2 separate regions of the Rattus norvegicus genome follow, and region 1 is linked to region 2. A link is a contact called in public Hi-C data. All regions are on one chromosome and are shown on one strand. The core of a region is the stretch at or near the end of the contact, and the rest is flanking DNA. Distances in the headings are between cores, read along the strand shown. Region 1 holds the start of Map1a (microtubule-associated protein 1A). Region 2 overlaps Tp53bp1 (tumor protein p53 binding protein 1).

Evidence for each region. A called contact is a pair of places that touch in the nucleus more often than the background predicts.
Region 1: a contact with region 2 is called in a Hi-C map of Schwann cells, with 2.4 times the contacts expected there. The contact joins the promoter of Map1a here to the enhancer-like site in region 2. A contact is called at or near these places in 4 of 12 Hi-C or Micro-C datasets (the A7r5 cell line, the Rat2 cell line, Schwann cells and 1 more).

The regions. Positions count from the first base shown.
Region 1 is chr3:128,719,058-128,724,998 of GRCr8, forward strand. It overlaps Map1a (microtubule-associated protein 1A), which reads left to right and starts at 3,638. Exons shown (of 6, transcript NM_030995.2): 1 at 3,638-3,717. It also overlaps a transcript of Tp53bp1 not described here.
Region 2 is chr3:128,647,004-128,653,066 of GRCr8, forward strand. It overlaps Tp53bp1 (tumor protein p53 binding protein 1), which reads right to left. Exons shown (of 27, transcript NM_001371259.1): 14 at 4,098-4,155; 15 at 1,829-1,921. Among named protein-coding and RNA genes, the nearest start is that of Tp53bp1, 47 kb to the right of the region's middle. Within about 2 kb of position 4,103, at least 19 of the 93 cell types and tissues checked have an H3K27ac peak or open chromatin away from gene starts, as enhancers often do. A contact at or near this core is called in the A7r5 cell line, where this site is marked.

The DNA.
Region 1 (5,941 bases), core at 2,388-4,887, 72 kb after region 2:
CCGCCAGTCTGGCCATTTCCTCATCAGTGAATTTTCACGAGCTGCTGTGGAGAAGCTGGAGAAAATGAGGTTGATGGGACTAACGCTCTCTCACACTCAGAATATGTGCGGCAGCTTAAAAACCTCGAAGCTGTTATCTTCCTGGAGGGACTGGCATCCTGGAAAACTAGCCCCTGGCTCCTTGGAGATTACCTTCTGTTGTGAATGACCCATGCCATGACGTCCTCCACTGTTCCCTGTGACCAAAAGACAGTTTTGCCACTCCTAAAAGCCAGGCTGAATGAAGGGCTGGCAGAGGGTTCAACTAATTACTGACATTTGGGTGTTATCTCCTGTTAGAATTCACACCGGGTTCTCTAACCTTGTCCTTTTCGGCCATAGAGACTTTGAGTACTGTAAGAAATGAATGGGACTTGAGGCAGGGTCCTTAGCTGTTCTTCAGATTCAGACGAGGGGATGCTTGGGAAAAGGTCTGCAGGGAGTCATAGTCTCAGAAGCAGGCATTGGAATAAGAACACTCACTGATATCCTCAGTCGGAGTTTTGCTATGGTGTCCTGGAGGGGCTTGGGGCCATCCACTCAAGGGTAGGGCTTACTTTTAGCATACAGATTTTGTTTTAGGTTTAGACATTGTCATGGTGGCCTCTGTCCCTGGAGAAAAGTGGATAATTTCCTGGGGGGGGGGGTGCACAGAGCTTAAGGCAGCCATACCCCCCATCCCTGCTAGCTTCTCTTTCAGCTGTCCCTGAACACAGTCTGCCCAAAGCAGCTGCAGGCCCTGCCCCCTCCTTTAGCCCACTTTGAGGTAACCAAGAGCTGGGGTGAGCTGAGGGAGAGAGACGCACTAAAGGTCTCACGTGGTTTGACCTTGTTGGCCTACTTAATAAGGTAGACCACTGTGGCCAGAATAATGAAGGGACAAAATATGTCTTACAATGATAGGAAGAGTGTGAGTATTCCTAGGCCTACCCCCTCTACATTTATAGTCCCACCCCCACACATACAGAAAAGAGGGGGCCCTCAGATAGTCAGTGGCCCAGCTCCTTCTAGTGGTCAAGTCTGGTAAAAAGTAAGATGTTTAAAGGGCAGCTTTCATCTTCGCAGAGATCTGGGGCCTCCCTTCACGGCTCCCATTCCTCCCTCTAGACCACTGAAGCTTCTAAGCATTTTTAACATAACCTTAGAAAAACTTAGATTAATTAGAAACAGTACTTAAGATCTGGGGTGCAGCCCACCTAACATGCAGAAGGCCCTGGATTCACAGTGGGGGGTAGGGAATGGTGGGCACACTCACACTGACACATCACTACTGAGTTTCAATAAAACCGAGACATCTGCTGTTGAGCTCCTATAGGGAAGGGACGACTGATGTTCTAAGATTGAGAAGTATGGGCTAGCCTAGTGTTGTGATGCAGGCCCGTAATCCCAGCACTTGGGAAGTAGAGGCATAGGATCATCCTTGGCTACATAGCAAGTCCATGACCAGTCTGAGCTACCCAAGACCCTGGAGAGCTGGAAAGAGGTGAGAGGGTTGGAGAGGAGAAGGCTAAGGAATTCCTTTGAGTCCTTCTGTCTGACTCTTTGATACTTTCATGTGCTCAGAGGATCCTGAATTAGAGGTTTACATGGTTATCTGAAACGGGAAGGCAGAGAGAGATGAGAGCCTCATTTTGGTTTTGCCTGAGAACTTAGCATACCCCAGTACCAATGTGGACTGGGATTCTGACTTAGGGTAATTCTGAAACCTTCCACAACGAGAGAAATATCATGTTTATGTATTGCAGGGTTAGGATTCTAGGTAGAAAGAGGAACTTTTTCTTCAAATGAGGTCAGTCCTCACAGGGTGGCTGTGATATATGCACTCGCTAGTCCGGAAAGCAAGCTCTGGGATTGTTTAACTGATCATTTAGTGACATGGTTCAGAGAGTGGCATCGGGTGTGAAGTCAGGGGCTGCTCAGACCTCCCTCTCTTCTTTGGCACCATTTCACTGCATGAAAGGATTAAGGGTTAAGGGCTCGGTCGCTTAAAGATGGGGAGGGAAGGAAAACCAACCTGGAATCGAGTCCAAGGTGTGCTGTGGGAGTGTGTGACCGAGGGGGGGGGGAGCTCTGCTTTCGGTTAGAAGATGATATTTTGTTCTTAATACCAATGTCTACTAAGGTTGCACCCCTCACCCCCAACACTGAGAGAGATCCCTAAAAAAGCAGAGAGGGGGCTGGAGGCAGGGTAGGGTAAGAGTGATGACATTGCAGAAGGTAGGGTTCTACTCGGCGACGCTCAGGACTGAGCTGGTTGATATTGTGTGCGCCTATGCCGGATGGATGGCCTCTCCTATTCAAATGGGGATCTGGCATGTGTGGCATGTTTGCATCCTGGATCCCAGCAAGGTTCTTCTCCCTCTGCTCCCTCTGTCCTCCAGAGTACTGGTGACTCAGTTACTTCTCTCCTCTTGGCTGTGGCTAAAGCAGGGTGGGGGGTGCTGAGAGCAGAGACTATTTTGGCTTCTCTGACCTTCAAAAGCAGCCCTTGGCAGCCTGGAGCAGGGGTGGGGCTGGGGCTGTCGGATGAGTGGGCAGAAGGAGCTGACCACACCCAGGGAGGGTTACTGAGGAGAGGACAGGATGTAAGAGTATGAACCTCACAGGGCTCCAGCACTCCAGAGCTTTCCTTTGAGTCCTGGAGCGCTTAGCCGAGGTGGAGACAGAGGCTGAGACTGAGGGCCCAAGGTCAATGTAAGACTGTTCAAGATCAAGTAAGACAGGGCACAGCTACAGGGAGAGGAGAGGAGCAATTGGACCCAAACACCCTACAGAATCATTATAAGATCATTTCTAACCCAACGAGTACTTTATAGTAGACTGGTCTAGAGTGAGAAAGCTTTGCTTGAGCCTGGGTTCCTCCTTAACTTGCTCAACGAAAGGCAGAAACCTCCTTTACCCTTCCGAGGCTGCCTCATGACAGCCGGTACTCAGAAGCAACGTGTGTGGGTGCTCTTACAGCCAAGCTCCGTTAGCACAGAACGGCTTGAAACTCCCAGGGTCCCTGTGCCCCACCCTAGTGGGGGACTGCTCCCCAATTTCGCACTACCCTCCGATCTAAAATGTCCTCCCCAGTTCCCCATTGCTGCCGTTTGGTACAGGGTGCAGCTTTCCGCATAGCTCACCAGCCTCACACTGCTCCTAAGCTTACACTCATGGCCCCCCAGCCTCTTTGTCTCTTGCTCTTGCGGTGACTGAAGGTCACTCTTTGGGTCCATCTGAGGGGAGAGGCAGCAGATGGTTTCTAAGAGGAAGGGGGTGGGCCCATGCGACTCTCGCCTCCTATAGCCGGCTCGGTGCCCCAGTGTGTGGGGCTTTGGTCCTTTGGTTGATGCAGAGAGAGGATTTCTTTACTACACAGGATTTGGGGAGAAAGTCCTGGGAGCTGCAGGAGGTCACCCTGGCTCTTTGAACTGCTAGACAACCCCTTAGCGCCCTCCCCTTCCCGGTAGCCAAGCAGAGGCACCAGAACGTTGATACTGTAAAGGCCAAGAAACAGTTAAGTCTCCAGTGCCTCGTCACGGACCAGCCCCTCTTCCCCGCCCTGGCACCGCCCTCCCCGTCAAGCAGCCCCCCTCACTCCCACCCCAAGTGCCGCAGACTCTTCCCTGAAGCTGCCGGGCTAAGGCTAAGGCCAGAGCCAATGCCTCCATGAGGGGCTCCCTCCCACACCCCGGGGTAAGAGCCTGATCGAAGGGAACGGCACCGCAGAAGGACTGGGAGATGCTGTGACAGATAAGGAGCTGGGATGGGGTCATCTGGTACCTGGTAAATCTGGTGCATCTGGACCTGGGCTAGCCCAGTAGGGAGGCAGCCTGGGATGAAGGGAGAGAGGAGGTGAACATTACTGACTCAGGGTTCAGCCTGGATCCACAGCCAGTGGAACCAACCAGGGCTGTGACAGTCCACTTCTGTACTAGGTGGGGGTGGGGACCATCAGCTGAGGGGAAGCAAGAGAGGGTGGTGCCACTGGCTTTGCCTGGCAGCCAGGGCACAGGAGGAATTTGGGAGCTATGTCTTTAAGGAAAAACAGAAGAATCTGAGAGGAAGGGGTAATTCACCCACTGGGAATTACCTTTGGGTTATCGGCTACTAGATTGTTCAGCTGCTCCCTATTCTGAGGTGAGTGTGGCAGCGAGTTTTTGCCAAGTAAGGGAAGGGGGTGACACCCTGGAGGAGAAAGGAGGAATGGGTCACTAAGACGTGGCATGTGCCTCCTCATAGGCTGTTTTGTTTTCGGCTCCCCGCACCCCATTCCCTGTGGCCAGCTTGAGCCTGGGGCTTTAAGCCCCCTTTGTGGCCTCTCTGAGGCCACTCGGGAGCTCGGGAGCTCCGGAGCTCGGGCTCTTCAGCAGCTGCCCTGCATTCTCTGTCCTGTCAACCCCGTGGGTTCCCGGTCCCAGCCCCACCCTCACCTCATCTGTGCTTTTCTTCCCAAGATGGGGGCTCTTCAACAGAGAATCCAGTTTCTTCTCCCTCTCTGTATGCACCCCCGTCCCTACCCCCAACCCCCATGCAGAGGCAGCCAAGAAAATGACTTGTCATGCTGGGGTGGGGGGTGGGGGCGGAGCTGGAGGCTGAGCTCAGCGCGCACACTCACACACACTCACACACTGCGGCAAACTGCAGCTGCCTGAGCACACCCCCCCTCACTGCAGAGACACCTGCACTCCTGCCCACTCAGCCTCACACCCGAAGCCCACCCCCAACCACGGCACTGGCTATGGGAAGCACCCCAATCTCTTAGGATAGTCTTCTGCAAAGATAAAGGGGGAAAGAGGCAGTTCCCATCATCAGAGGAGCTCGGAGCAGAAAAGAGAAACTGGACTTTCTCCCAGGCTGAGGAGGGATTCCAGATATAATGGACTAGCTCTCCAGGAGTGGGTCTGGGGGTCTTGTGTTTGGACAGGAAGTGGAATCAAAGGTCTTGTGAGGGTGAACTGGGGACTGTGAAGCTGCTGGAGTAGAGGTGGTAGTGTGTCTGTTCTACCTAGATTGAAAGTGTGACCTTGTTTGGGATGGGGGAGTCCTGGCTCTCCTGAGTCTGAACTACTTAAGACTGGCAGAGGACGTTGATAGCCCTAGCTGCTTAAGCCCTGCTCCTGCCTCCGTCAAAGTATCCCTGCGTTCCCAAGTTCATAGAAGAGGGCCCAACGAGCCCTGCATAGGATCTGGGTCTCACACCCTCACCATCCCCATAGCTGTATTTGCAGCCCTCTGTGGCCTGGTCCTTGGCATCAAGGCCCTTCCTCAGAACAAAGGCCCTGGCCCCAGTCACCCTGGTCCCAGCCTCAGGGAGAAAAGGGAGTTAGAGTCACCAAAGAGGGCTGGGCCTCCCCTCCCCAGTGTCCTGCAGCTGCCTCTAAGGTTAACCCTACTGTGACTGCTGCTGTGCTGGGAGTGGAGGAGGATGGGAAGGCAGGAGCCTGGACGGTCAGTTCCATCCCTCTTAGGCATCTGTCTCACCCACCACGTTCTTTACTTTCACCGCTTGGTGTTTTGTGTGGATCCAGAGAAAACCCTGGAGATGATGACACCTATGGTGTCATCTTCTTCAGGTTCTGAGCAATACCTTGACTCTCCCTCCTTGTTTCCTGCGTGTTTTTTGTTTGTTAGGATTTTTTTTTTTTTTTTTTGGAATAGAAATTCTCTATGTGGCTCTGGCTGTCCTGGAACTTAGCTGGCCTTGAATTCACAGAAACCCCAGCCCGCCCACCCACCTTTGCCACCTGATTAAAGGTGTAAGCCACCATGCCCGGCCTGCTGTTGTTTTTATTTTTGTGGGGTGTGTGTGTGTGTGTGTGTGTGTGTGTGTGTGTATACATATGCACACAGGCATGCATGTATAGGTAGGTCAAAGGACAGCTTGCAGGAGTCAGTTCTCTTTGTACCTCCAGTCCTA
Region 2 (6,063 bases), core at 2,853-5,352:
ACTTCATGATCTATGAGTAACCATAAAGTGTGAAGGTGCTGAGCTCAGCAGACACATAAGCCCTCCCAGCTGCACAAAACAAAGCAACAATGAAACAACCCAAGTCCAGATCCAGGTTAAGCTTTAAGACAACTCACATACAGGCAAACAAGCCGCCATGCAGGCTGACAGGAATCAATCCTTAATGTCAAGACTGCAACTGTTTCCCATCCTTAAACAAGCCTGCACATTTACCTCAGACTACAGAATGAATCTGACCCTGCAAAACACATAAGCCCACAGCCCATGGAGCTGCCCTGAGAGGTGAGAGCGTTGGGAAGCCATCACATGAAGGTACAACTGTCCTGAAGCTGGGAGTGCACTTACACACCACTCCAGGAACTACCAGCTCTAATCTACGACTGCCCAGACCCCACAATCATTACAAAATAAATTTCTGTGGCTCGTAAGCTACCCAGCCTACACCAGTTACTGTGGTCCAAGAAATTAAGACACCCCAGAAACTATTTATCTAGGGTAGAGCCTGTGAATATAATTTTACCTCTAAAGCAAAGTTATGTTTTGTTTGAGTTTTTTTTTCCTAAAAGATGGATATCTTAAGATTTATGACCCCTCTCCAATCCTAACCGTCTCTAAAGAGCTAAACAGAACTGTTATTCTTTAAAGACCAAAAGTGATGGGGAGGGCATGGTGGAGCACACCTTCAATCCCAGAAGAGTGAGTTTGAGGCCCGCCTGGTCTATATAGTGACTTCCAGGCTTGCCAGGGCCACACAGTGAGACCATGACTCAAGAAAGTCTGAGGGGGGAAGGGGTTGACGGTGACTCATTACAATTTTGGCAATGTTGGCAGATTACTAAGAAATATCAGAAATTTGGTACTTCTCATTCTCCCAGGAGCACTTGACAAACGATCAATGCTAAAATTGCAGTCATAGACACTTTAGGTTTGGTTGACAAGCCTGTGCTATTAATTTCTGTGCTTGGGGTAGAGAAATGGTAGACACAAGGATCCCTGAGCTCATTAGTCAGCAAATACAGCCAATCTGTGAGCTCCAGATTCAGTGAAAGACACTGTCTCAAAAGAACAGGGAAGGAGGGATAGAAAAATGACATGGGAGGAGGGGAGAGGGAGGGGGGCTTAAGAGTACATACTGCTCTAGTGGAGGAGAGCTCTTGCTCTCTCTCTCTCTCTCTCTCTCACACACACACACACACACACACACACACACACACACACACACACAAACACATTACAAATGAATTACAAAATTCATTTTACATTACAAAATTCAATTGTAATTAAAATAAATTTTTGTAATGTAAAATTACAAAAAAACATTTATCTTTAAAAATAAATAGCTGGATATGGTGCCTTTCAGATCTCTGAGTTCAAGGCCAACCTGGTCTACAAAGCAAGTTCCAGGACAGCCAGGGCTACACAGAAAAATATTGTCTCAATAAAACTAAATAAACAAACAAACAAACAAACAAGCAAATAAAGTCATGCACCTGTGGTCCCACCTACTCAGGAAGCTGAAGCAAGAACAACGCTTAAGCCCAGAAGCCTAGGGCAAGCCTGGACAAAACAACACCTGACAATATAGCAAGTAAACAAACATAAACAGCCAACTTCACACAACAGTGCCAATCACTACCATGAAACGGAATCAACCAGACAATAAATCAATGCTGCAGAAATACACCAGACAGTATGACACAAGCCTTTAATCACAGCACTCAGGAGGCAAGGCAGGTGGAGCTCTGTAAGTTCAAGGCCAGCCATATATAATGAAACCTCATCCCCCAAAAAGAAAGAAAATGTTTACCTGACAGGTGTGGAAGGAGGATCCCCACTCTGAGCCTCCTCCTCTTGCTGGGCTTCATAGATGCAGCCAAACACAGACATGGGCTTCTGGGGACTAACATAACACATTAAAGCAAAGCATCTTGTTAGTTTCAAACGAAGGAGATCACTCTCCTTACACAGAGTTCCTTGGCAGTCCAAACTCAAATCTACATTACCCCCAAAAGTCAACTCTTTGATATGTTTCAAATTAGCACAATAAAAATCTCTCAGTATCGGAACTGAAGAGATGTCCCTGCAGTCAAGAGCACTGTCTGCTCTTCCAGAGGACGTGGGTTCCACTCCCAGCACCCACGTGACAGCTCAGAACCACCTGCGACTCCAGTTCCAGGGGATCTGACACCCTTTCTGGCCTCCATGGGCACTAGGCACACGTGTGGTACATGCACAACGATGCAGGCAAAACACACTAAACACACAGAAACCTCCAGTGAGGTCACTGGAGAGACTATTAAATACTAAAAGGATATAAAGAGAAAAATCCAGAAATAAATAGGATGAACAATCTAGTCCCTTTAGAAGATTACTTAGAAGAAGAACAAAAAGGGGGAATTTTGATTTAAAAGGCAAACAAAACTAAATATATTAATTAGATTCAATTTGTAGATTTGGGATCTTGATAACACCAAATACCTGATAGCATTAAGAAATCACTATTGTCAAAAGTATGGCAACAACTGCTTAACTTAAAGTAAGAGTCTTTATCTTTTGCAGCTAGCATTGAAATAGTTACATAAAATGATAATAGAATCATCTTCAAATTAACCCACTGGTAGAAGGGGGGTACCCCAAGATTTTACAATCAAAGAAGACTGGCCACTTACAATATGGTTGTCCACATTACATTACTCTCTATTGTTGCCTACACTTTAGTCTTCCTACAGAAAAATGACTGAAAAAATAAGGTGGCATCAAGCACTCTGCACAGAGTCCAGGTGCCTTTCACCAACACTCAAATGCTTCACCTAAACGCAGAGGATGCAACCGTCCTTTACAATACAGATCTTACTTGAAATGTTAATTTTTTTAAGTTTGTTTTTATTTTTCTTTTCACGTTTTCAGGTATTTTGCCTTTAGGTCTCTGTACTGCATAAGTGCCTGCAACTCAGAGAGGCCAGAAGAAGGTAACTCTGGGACTGGAGCTGTGAGCTGCCATGTGGGTGCTAGGAATTGAACCCAGATCCTCTGAACAATATCCAGTGCTCTTAACCACTGAGCCAAGTCTCCATACTCTTTCAATAACTTCTTAACATGAACCCAATGGTCAAAAATTAATAGATTTCTTAAGCATAGATGTTTAAATTAAAAAAAATCGCTTCATGGCAATACCAATGACTTTCATCTTTTTGCTTAACCCACTATCCTTGCTTTTTCCTCATCTTCCCTCCCTATATTCTCCCCAAAAGTTCAGAAACCCACAGAGGCTCATTTATAGTCAGTAGGCACTTTATGTTTTTTTAAAAGCTTAAACTAAGATTTGGTAATAATGAGCTTGAATCCCTTTTTTAAGTGTCACTTATTTATTGTCGTAGGGACTGAACGACAGTCCTCAATCAGGCAAGCACAACAGCTAGGCTTGGGCCCAGCTAACAGCTCCCTAAAAACTGACAGCCTCTGGCAGAGGCAAAGAACTCTTAATGGAGCACAGGTGTGGCTGTCATCCTCAGCCCTCCAAACTCTCCCATCCAATCAGCTTTGCTTACAGTACCTGCCTGTGCTGGCCTTAGAGCCTTCACCTGGTGTCACCAACTGCTGGCTTGGGTTTCAACTTGGATGACTCGCACCAGAAACAAACAATCCTATTCTCATAGCCACCAGATGGCAAAGTTTCACCACCAAAACCTACATATCCCGGCACTTCACTGAATACTTTGCAGCGTTCATGACAAAGCAAAAACAGCTCAGCATAACTCAGTTGGCAAGAAATGTCCTGAGCTGCAGCCGAGTACAAAACACAGGACAGTGTGTCTAGAGCCATCTCCTGTGGTCCTTTGTTTCCTCACCTCTGTCATCGACAGGAAAAGAAAAGGGCACATACATGAATGGTGGGAAACCACTAGGTATCCTAACAGTACGAATAACAAAAGCCTGTTAGACACAAAGTTACCAAGGGAGCCTAAATTCCACACTGCTTAATTCTTTATGCTGGGCTTTGAGTGATTTCATGTGCTCCTTTCCTTCAGCAGCACCTCTGTAATAAACTCCTCTAAATAACAAGGCGCCCTGGTTACCTGGCAACAGGCTCAGCAATGGCAGTAGATCCATTTCTTCTCTCAGCAGTTGTAGGCTCTGGACAAAACAAAAGCAGTGAGAGAAAGGAAAGAGAAACAGCTGTCAGTCACGCCAAGTCTCACGCCTCTGCCTGCTCAGGAAGGGGAAGCAGACTTCAGTCAACCCTGAATCGAATGGCTCTGCCTGCTTGCCACACCAGCAACAAAATACAAACAAGGAAAGCTAAACGTCAACAGAAAAGACACGCTTTAGCAGCACAAGTTTTTCTCATCTCTACCATTCTATTTCCTTTCAGATTTCCTACAGAAACTGTATGTACTTCACCAGAACTGCAATCTCTAACACCTTTAAGTGAAAACTGAACCATCTGAATCATGGGTCACCTTCTCATACAAGAAATTTAAAATTCACATGAGAAAACCTAAAACCGGTGGGGTTGGGGCCTGGAGAGATGACTCAGCAGTTAAGAGCACTGACTGTTTTTTCCAGAGGTCCTGGGTTCAATTCCCACAGTTTCTAAAATGAACCACTTAATTTATACATTAACAACATATTTTCCTATATATTTTATTATTTATTTTGAGATAGAGTTTCATTTATATTATTAGCTCAGGCTGTCCTAGAATTATTGTATAGAATTCTAGGAATAGAATTATTGTATATTGTCCTAGAATTACTGTATGAGAGCTACAGTTACAAATGGTTGTGAGCTACCATGTGGTTGCTGGGATTTGAACTCAGGACCTCTGGAAGTGCAGTCAGTGCTCTTAACCGCTGAGCCATCTCTACAGTCCTTAAAAATGTTTTAAGGACGGATATTTGAAAGAACACTTCCCACAGAAAAGCCAGCAACAATAATATAAGTGCAAAGCTAAGAGAAATAGAGTATTTTCATAACGGTGTCACTAAGTGTCAAGAGATTAAATTGTATTCATTTGCAATTTCTTCCAATTTCAGAAAAAGCACAGCTCGTGTTTTCAGACATTCACAAAACACTCATGACTGGACTCAGTGCAAGCTCAACTGTCCATCAAGGAAGCAGCAGAGTTCAGTAGCTGGAGCCTTCCCAGTTCAGAAAAAGAAAGATGGCTGGACCTGAGCTTAGTCAGCCTATGAGTAAAATACTATGGCAAACTGTAGTAGGGGTTAACTACTGTTAGGGTGAAATGAAGTCAATGAATGTATGAATCCCAGAGATTGATAGCGCTTTCCTAGTAGAAAAAAAAAAAGAAAAAAAAAAAAAAAAAAAAGGAGGGGGAGTACTATATGTCAACGTGACTGCCTGTCCTTAATTTAGCTCCATCTCTCTCTCTCAGTTACAATTTCCATGTAAAGGTCAAGTCCAGTCAGTGCTAACATGTTCCCACCTGTTCTCTCACCTCTCCCCCCTCCTACCTCCATTTTCTCAGCTCAGAATGGCCTTGAAATTGAGGTCCTCCTGTCCCAGACTCTCAAATACCACCACCAGCATCTTGAGGGAACTCTAGCCAGCCCAAGCATGGCAAACATGGCTCTGACAGGCCTTGCCTTTCTCCCCTTTCTCCCCATCCCCACTTCCATGCAAAAAACCATTAGATTCCATTCCTAAAGCTACCCACCAAGCTCTATTCCCTTATTTAGCTGCTCCTCCTCTTGAGGCTGACCACCAAGGTCCAGCTATAAAAGTATTGAAGTCTAGAAACCAAAAGCCCCCTTTGGCTCACCTAATATACCCAGTTAAAATTAAACACCTTATCCTAACATGGGGTTTCCCCTTTTACCTTTATAGACTGCCATTTGGCTATGGGTCAGTCTCTTTCCTCTCTATCCCCATGGGGACAAACACTCCTTCCCCTTCTCTTTCCCCTTATCCTTTATCTCTTATTCCTGGTTTGTTCTCTCTCTGGGGAAAGTAAGTCTCTGTGCTGAGAGCTTGAGGTGTCTTAGGCCAACACCAGCCCCTTTCTCAGACTCTCTCTGGATAAG